Regions from separate parts of the Mus musculus genome. Here region 1 is linked to region 2. The links are chromatin contacts, called in public HiChIP or PLAC-seq maps. All regions are on one chromosome and are shown on one strand. Each heading gives the region's core, a stretch centred on a gene start, on an enhancer-like site or on the middle of the called end of the contact. The rest is flanking DNA. Distances are from core to core; before and after follow the strand shown. Region 1 holds the start of Zrsr1 (zinc finger (CCCH type), RNA binding motif and serine/arginine rich 1). Region 2 has its middle 100 kb from the start of Gm40816.

Evidence for each region. HiChIP or PLAC-seq counts read pairs in DNA pulled down with a chosen protein or histone mark.
Region 1: a contact with region 2 is called in an H3K4me3 HiChIP or PLAC-seq map of the SCID.adh cell line, with 17 read pairs. The contact joins the promoter of Zrsr1 here to the enhancer-like site in region 2. A contact is called at or near these places in 11 of 39 promoter capture datasets (HPC-7-derived erythroid cells, embryonic stem cells, hematopoietic stem and progenitor cells and 5 more), 1 of 15 datasets of contacts at CTCF or cohesin (CD8 T cells), 2 of 484 Hi-C or Micro-C datasets (B cells and centrocytes), 12 of 115 datasets of contacts at active chromatin or transcription factors (DN3 thymocytes, the SCID.adh cell line, bone marrow-derived macrophages and 4 more) and 5 of 9 other capture datasets (adipose tissue, embryonic stem cells, liver and 2 more).

The regions. Positions count from the first base shown.
Region 1 is chr11:22,969,832-22,973,259 of GRCm38.p6, forward strand. Zrsr1 (zinc finger (CCCH type), RNA binding motif and serine/arginine rich 1) reads left to right here and starts at 2,174. Exons shown (of 1, transcript NM_011663.3): 1 at 2,174-3,428. The coding sequence starts at 3,397. The region is part of intron 1 of Commd1 (COMM domain containing 1); the gene reads right to left.
Region 2 is chr11:22,754,973-22,758,507 of GRCm38.p6, forward strand. It overlaps the pseudogene Gm12057. Among named protein-coding and RNA genes, the nearest start is that of Gm40816, 100 kb to the left of the region's middle. Within about 2 kb of position 1,374, at least 24 of the 459 cell types and tissues checked have an H3K27ac peak or open chromatin away from gene starts, as enhancers often do. A contact at or near this core is called in CD8 T cells, the SCID.adh cell line and memory CD8 T cells, where this site is marked.

The DNA.
Region 1 (3,428 bases), core at 924-3,423, 220 kb after region 2:
GACTGTATCCCAAGTAATTAACTCACAGGTTTTTTTTTGTTTGTTTGTTTGTTTGTTTTTAGAGACACAGTTTCTCTGTATAGCCTGGCTGTTCGGACACTTTTACAGACCATACTGGCCTCAAACTCAGAGATCTGCCTACCTCTGCCTCCTGAGTGCTGGGATTAAAGGTGTTCACCACCACTGCCTGGATTTGTTTAATTTTCTTGTGTGTGGGGGGGTACTCTTTAAATCTATTTTTACTAATGTTTAATTACATTATCCAAACCATATTGTAAGAGTAAAATCTTTCTCTATAAGAGGGACCCAGACCTTAACACAACTGACTCCATGATGGAAGTGCCATTCAGGCCATAAAACTCAGCACACAGACAGCACCACCTGCCAAAAATTAAAACAAAGATTTAATCAGTTAAAGCCCATAAGCTATGGGAAAGATTCTAAATGAACTGACCTTGCTTCTGACTAGTTCTGCTTCTGGCTAGATGTTCTTGTTAACTGAAATATGTCAACCTAGGATATGGTTTTGGTGCTTAAAAGGTCACCCTGAGAAAGGCTCAGTGTTGCACTGCAGTCCCAAACACACAGTGTAGTACCAGCAGCCTAATAAAGATTTTCTAGCTGAGTGACAGCATTGTAGCCCTTTAATCCCGGCACTCAGGAAGCAGTGTAATCAGTATAGTATTTTTTTAAAAGTCTTTACACATGTAAAAATAGCTTAGTCAGGACCTCCACTACAGCCAACACTGTGTCTGATACCCAGAACCCAGCAACTTCACACACTCAAGAGAACCTGATACAGGTATAAACCCCATGATGCGGACTGCTCTGCATATCTGGAGTGATACCTCCTAGATGAACCCTGTGGCTGGACAGTCTCCCCAGGATCCTGACCCTCAAATCAGAGACTTCTGTAAGACTGGACCTGACCTCCAGCTAAGATACATCACACAGGTGAGCACCTTGGGGATAAAGACTTAGGACCATATTTAGAAATTTAAAGTGTGAACCTTGTATGATGACCCTCAGCATAAAATATAACTTTTGCTATACACAGGTATCTACCTTCTTTCTTGTGACACAGAGGCAGGCAGAGCTTTCTTCTTAGTTAGGGTTTTACTGCTGTGAATAGACACCATGACCAAGGCAAGTCTTATAAAGGACAACATTTAACTAGGGCTGGCTTACAGATTCAGAGGTTCAGTCCATTACCATCAAGGCAGGAACACGGTAGCACACAGGCATGGTGCAGGAAGAGCTGAGAGTCTGACATCTTCATCTGAAAGCTGCTAGAAGACTAGCTTCCAGGCATCTAGGATGTGGGTCTTAAAGCCAATGACACACTTACTCCAGCAAGGCCACAGCTTCTAACAGTGCCACTCCCTATACAAACCATCACATTCTACTCCCTGGCCCCTATAGGCTTGTGCAAGCATAAGAGCCTATGGGGATCATACCTAAACATAGCATGATGCAAGGCCAGTCTAGTCTACAGAGCAAGTTCCAGGACAGCCACAGCTACACAGTAAAACCCTTGTCTCTGAAAAAACAAACAAACAAACAAACAAAAATAAAAGATTTTTTTCTTGGCTTAAACACTTGTCTGAGCAGTCTTCTCTGGTGAATACCCCACAAAACTACATTACAGAACAAATGAAAGGAATGTGTTTGCAAAAAACAAAACACATTCAATTTTTTATTCCCTTGGTTTTTCGAGACAGGGTTTCTCTGTGTAGCCCTGGCTGTCCTGGAACTCACACTGTAGACCAGGCTGGCCTCGAACTCAGAAATCCGCCTGCCTTTGCCTCCCGAGTGCTGGGATTAAAGGCGTGCGACACCACACCAGGCCCACATTCAATATTTAAAAAACAAAACAACAACAAAACCAAAACCCCTTACTTTCCACAAGAGTGAGGAGCTGAAGCCAGAAAAACGGTTTACCTGGTAAAGCCCTTGACAAACAAATATAAGAACTTAATTTCTATTCCCAGCACCCACATAAACAAGCCCGGGAAGGTGAGCTGCCAGCACCGGCATGGAGGGGTGCCCTGCAGTGAGACAAGCCTGCCCCGGCTCAGGGCTGAGCATTCTTACTGCAGGAGCACTCCCACTGCAGGGGGCGGAGACAAAAAAAGCAGTAAATCGTACTGCGCAGGCCTGCCTTTCCCGGAGTAAAGACGTAACTGCAGATTACAGGGTAACTGCGCAGATCAGACATACTGCGGATAACTGCAGATACCTGGATGACTGCGCAGGCGGACCGTACTGCAGATAACCACCCGCAACTGCGCAGGCCGGTCGGTAAGGCAGATAACCACTGTTCCAGCTGTACCATGGATAACCGGGTAACTACGTAGGCTGATCATACTACGGATAACCAGGTAACTGCGCAGGCCGGCCATGCCACGGAGGCTGGCCTTAAAGCGGATAACCGGGTAACTGCACAGGCCAGCTGTGCCATGCATAACCAGTAACTGCATAGGCTGGCCGTACCACAGATAACCACGGATACCTGGGTAACTGCGCAGGCAGGCCGTACTGCGGATAGCCAGGTAACTGCGCAGGCTGGCTGTACCACGGATAATCGCGGATAATTGGTAACTGCGGCCGCCCCACAGATAATTGGGTAACTGCGCAGGCAGGCCATACCACGGATAACTGGATAGACGGATAACTGCGCAAGCCGGCCATACCGGCCCGGCCGGGTAACTGCATGGGCAGGCCTATGTACTGCGGATAAACGGATAACCGGGTGACTGCCCAGGCAGGCCGTACTGCGGATAACTGGATAATCGGGTAACTGCGCAGACCATCCGTACCTCCGAAAACTGGGTAACTGCGCAGGCCTACCACGGATAAGTGGGTAACTGCGTGGGATAACTGGATAATCGGGTCACTGCGCAGGCAGGCTGTGCCACGGATAACCGGACAACCGGGTAACTGCACGGATAGGCTTTATCACGGGTAACTGGATAACCGGGTAATTGCGCAGGCTGGCAGTACCACGGATAACCGGATAACTGCGCAGGCAGGCCTACGTACTGCGGATAACCGAGTGACTGCGCAGGTAGGCGGTACAGCCCACATTCCAACGCAAACACTGGCCTTCGACTGCGCATGCGCACATTCAACTACTGGTTGCTGCATTGCGCAAACACGCCGGTGACTCAGCTGGTTCAAGCTTTCTAGGCTGGTGGAAAGGAAAGTCAACTGGGCTGAATGGTGCCACCCTGAAGTTGCTGTCCAGGAAGGTAACGAACATTAAACAGCAGAACAACTTAGCAGCGGGCGACATTTTCAATCCACAGCGTGAGAAAAAGAGATTATCGCGAGATCCGGGAAGAGCCCCCCCCCCCCCCCCCCCCCCCCCCCCCCCCCCCCCCGCTCTGCGGTAAAATGGCATCACGGCAGACCGCGATTCCTGAGAA
Region 2 (3,535 bases), core at 124-2,623:
AATGATCAAAGGCAATGAATGCCTCTAAGGTTCAGAGACATTTGCATCTGAAATGACTTACTAAGTTCTAGGCCCAACAGAAAAAAGACACACATTTAGGAATACTCTATAAAATTTCTTACCTGTTGAGCTAAAAAAAATTTATACAAGCTACCAGACAAAAAGAACAAGTGCATTACAGAAGAGTTAGATGGCTGCCAGCCTTTCTGTGTGGCAAGGGAAGCCAGCTGCTATAGAACTGCCCCCACCAACAGAAGAGGAGGCCTCACACTCAGCCAGGTCTGTCAGGTGAGAGAGTGATTTTGTGTGGATATGATATGGCTCAGGAAGTGTAGCATACACACTATACAGGAAGGGCCTCTGGCCAAGCAACACAGGAAGTGAGAGGAAAATCTGTATTTTCTGTTTTGAGACAGTGTGTCACAGTGCAGCCTTGGCTGGAGCTTGTTCTGTAGACCAAGCTGGCCTTGACCTCACAAAGTGATCCGCCTGCCTTGGCCTTGCAAGTGCTGGAACTAAAAACATGCACTATCACACCCAGCTAGAAAAAGCATAAGGTAACAAAGAAAGGAATAAATGTGAGAGCTAAGACTCAGGCATTCCACACCTGGATCTCACGGGTTAGAGCCTTGCTACACACCTGATTTATAATTATGGTGAGGAAGTTTTAAATGGCCCAGGATGATAGAGTCAGATCTGGCAGAACCTTAGAGACTGTCATTGCCTTTGATCATTTACTGAGTTTCTGTCCTTCTGACAATCTCTTTTCCCTTTGAATTCCTGTTTCTCTCTTCACGTGCTCAGGACCTCTCCTCCACATCTCACATCATGACCCAATGACATGGGAATCAAAAAGTAAAATGAGGGAGTACTGGAGAGATAGCCAGTATGTATATGATATTCATATATAATAAAAATAAATAGAAAAAAAAGGTCAAAAAGATGGAAGCAGCTGTGGAAGGACACACTGTAATCCCAGCACTTGGGAGGCTGCAGCAGAGGCATCACAGGGTCGACATGAACCTGGATGAAAAAAGGCTAACAACACACAGCACAGATCACCTGGGGCTGGACAGGAGTTCTGTCGAAGCTGTGTGACCCTAGGGCTGGCTCATTACCATCTCTGGGCCTGTTTCTTGAGATGAGTTGGAGAATGATCGTAGCTAAATCTTGCTCTAGCAAGAGCTAAGTGTACTAATACAGGCAAGGGATTTTGTTGGTGGTGGTTTGGTTTGAGAGTTTGGAGTTGTTGAGACAGAGTTTTGTTGATGTAGACCGGGATGACCTTGCCTTACTATTTTAGTCAGTGTTCTATTGTGAAGAGACACCATAACCATGGCAACTCTCAAAAAGGAAAGTATTTCCCTGGTGCTTGCTTACAGTTTCAGAGGTTTAGTCTGTTATCAGCATGGCAGGAAGCATGGTGGTACACAGGCAGACATGGAACTGAGAGTTCTATAACCAGATCCACAGGCAGCTTCTGAAATCTCCAAGCTCACCCTCAGTGACACACTTCCTCCAGCAAGGCTGTATCCCCCAATCCCTGTCAAATAGTGCTACTCCCTAATGACCAAACATTCAAATACAGGAGCCTACAGGGGACATTCTTATTCAAACCACCACAGCACCCAAGAATAACCTTCTGATCCTCCTGCCTGCCTGTGATCACAGACCCAGTGCCACTCAGTTTATGGAGTGCTGGTGACTGAACCCAAGGCTTTAAGCACAGTGACCAAGCAATCTACCAACTGAGCTACACCCTAGCTCTCAGACTGTGCCTTCTGGCCTCCAGCCTTCGAAGTTCCGTGGCTTACAAAAGCAACACTCTATTTCTTGTCACAATGAGGGCTATTCATGAGTTGGCTTTGCTTCTGTCTTGCACATTTCACATAGGACTTGAGAACTAGTCCTTGTAATTGAGGACAGTGTTATAGTTATCTCATAGCCATTATTTCTAAGGCTGGGAATGTGGTTTGTGGTAGAATGTTTGTCAAGCATGCATGAAGGACAGTTTTTATACCAGACTCATACTTTTTTTTCCCTGAAACTAAAACCATGATATTCTAATTAAAAACTTAGATTAGTTCAAAAAACTTGTATTAAGGTTCTCTAGAGGATCAGAACTAATCGAGTGGCCTAAAGGGCTTTTTTGAGTTGGCTTATAGAATAAGGGTGAGGTGGTCCTATAAGGGCTGTGTACATGCTGGAGAGACAAAGAGCCCAGTGGCTGCTCAGACTAAAAGTCTGAGTTCCAAGACAAGGCTAAAGGCTCAGGAGCTTCCCAGAGCTGAAAGGGTGGAGTCTAACATCGGTGGCCACCGCAACAGTGACAGGCTAGGCTCACTGCCTCTACTGGAGAAAGGGCTCACTGTTTTCTTCCTCCAGTTCCCCTTTATCCCAGCTCACAGTCCACTGGACAGTGCTGCTCACATTCATCGTAAGTCTCTCCCCACAAACATACTCAGAGGTGCATTTCTACAGAACCTTGATAGCTTTTAATCTAGTCAAGTTGACGATCAAAATCAAGCATCCCGGAACCCATGGACAAAGAAGAAACATGGATCAGCAATTTGGGCAATGGGAGGAAGAAAGACCTTAAAATATAGCACAGAATTATAAAAAAAAAATAAAGGGATACAGTTGCCTTATTAAAATGAAAAGATACATGTTTTGGAGCTGGGCATGATGGCACATGCCATTATTACAGCCCTTGGAAAGTGGGGCAAGAGTTCAAGGTTGGTTGGCCTGGGCTTCATAAAATTCTGTCTAAAACAACAAACAAACAAACAAACAAGCAAACAAACAAAAACCCACCCCAAATCAAAACCCTTTATGTATTTGTCTTTCCTTGTTCTCTATTGTTGTGATTAAAAACACAACACACCATGACCAAAGCACGGGAACCTGGAAGCTGGAACTGAAACGGAGATCACAGAAGGATGCTGCTTACTGGCTTGCCCTGTATGCTATCTTATACACTCCAAGACCAACTGTCCAGGGTGTAAGATCAAGAAAATGCCTCACATACTTGTCTATACACCAATATGATAGAGGTATTTTTCTTTCCTTTTCTTTCATTTTCTTTCTTTCTCTCTTTCTTTCCCTTTCTTTCTTTCTTTCTTTCTTTCTTTCTTTCTTTCTTTCTTCCCTTCTTTCCTTCTCTCTCTCTCTCCCTCTCTCTCTCTCTCTCTCTCTCTCTCTCTGATCTGAAAATGTCTTTACTGTTTAGAAAATGGATTCCAAGAAGGTTAAAATGCAATACCAGAGGGCATAAGTATAGAACTGGATGTATGTAGCTATAAAGCATCCAAATAAGAATATGGCAATATAAATATCCAAAAAGCATCTCTTAGGTCTTCAAAACAAAATGTGTAAGTAATTCCTAACTAGTGAGCAGTACAGAATTTCCTAGATGGGAGAAACGGTTAACATTAAAGTCTCGAAATCCTTTTCCTTAATTATATGCAGACAGTTTGCCTTTGATCAAACTCCTTTAAACAGGGATAACAGTATTGCTCAGGTCTATTGTTAAAAT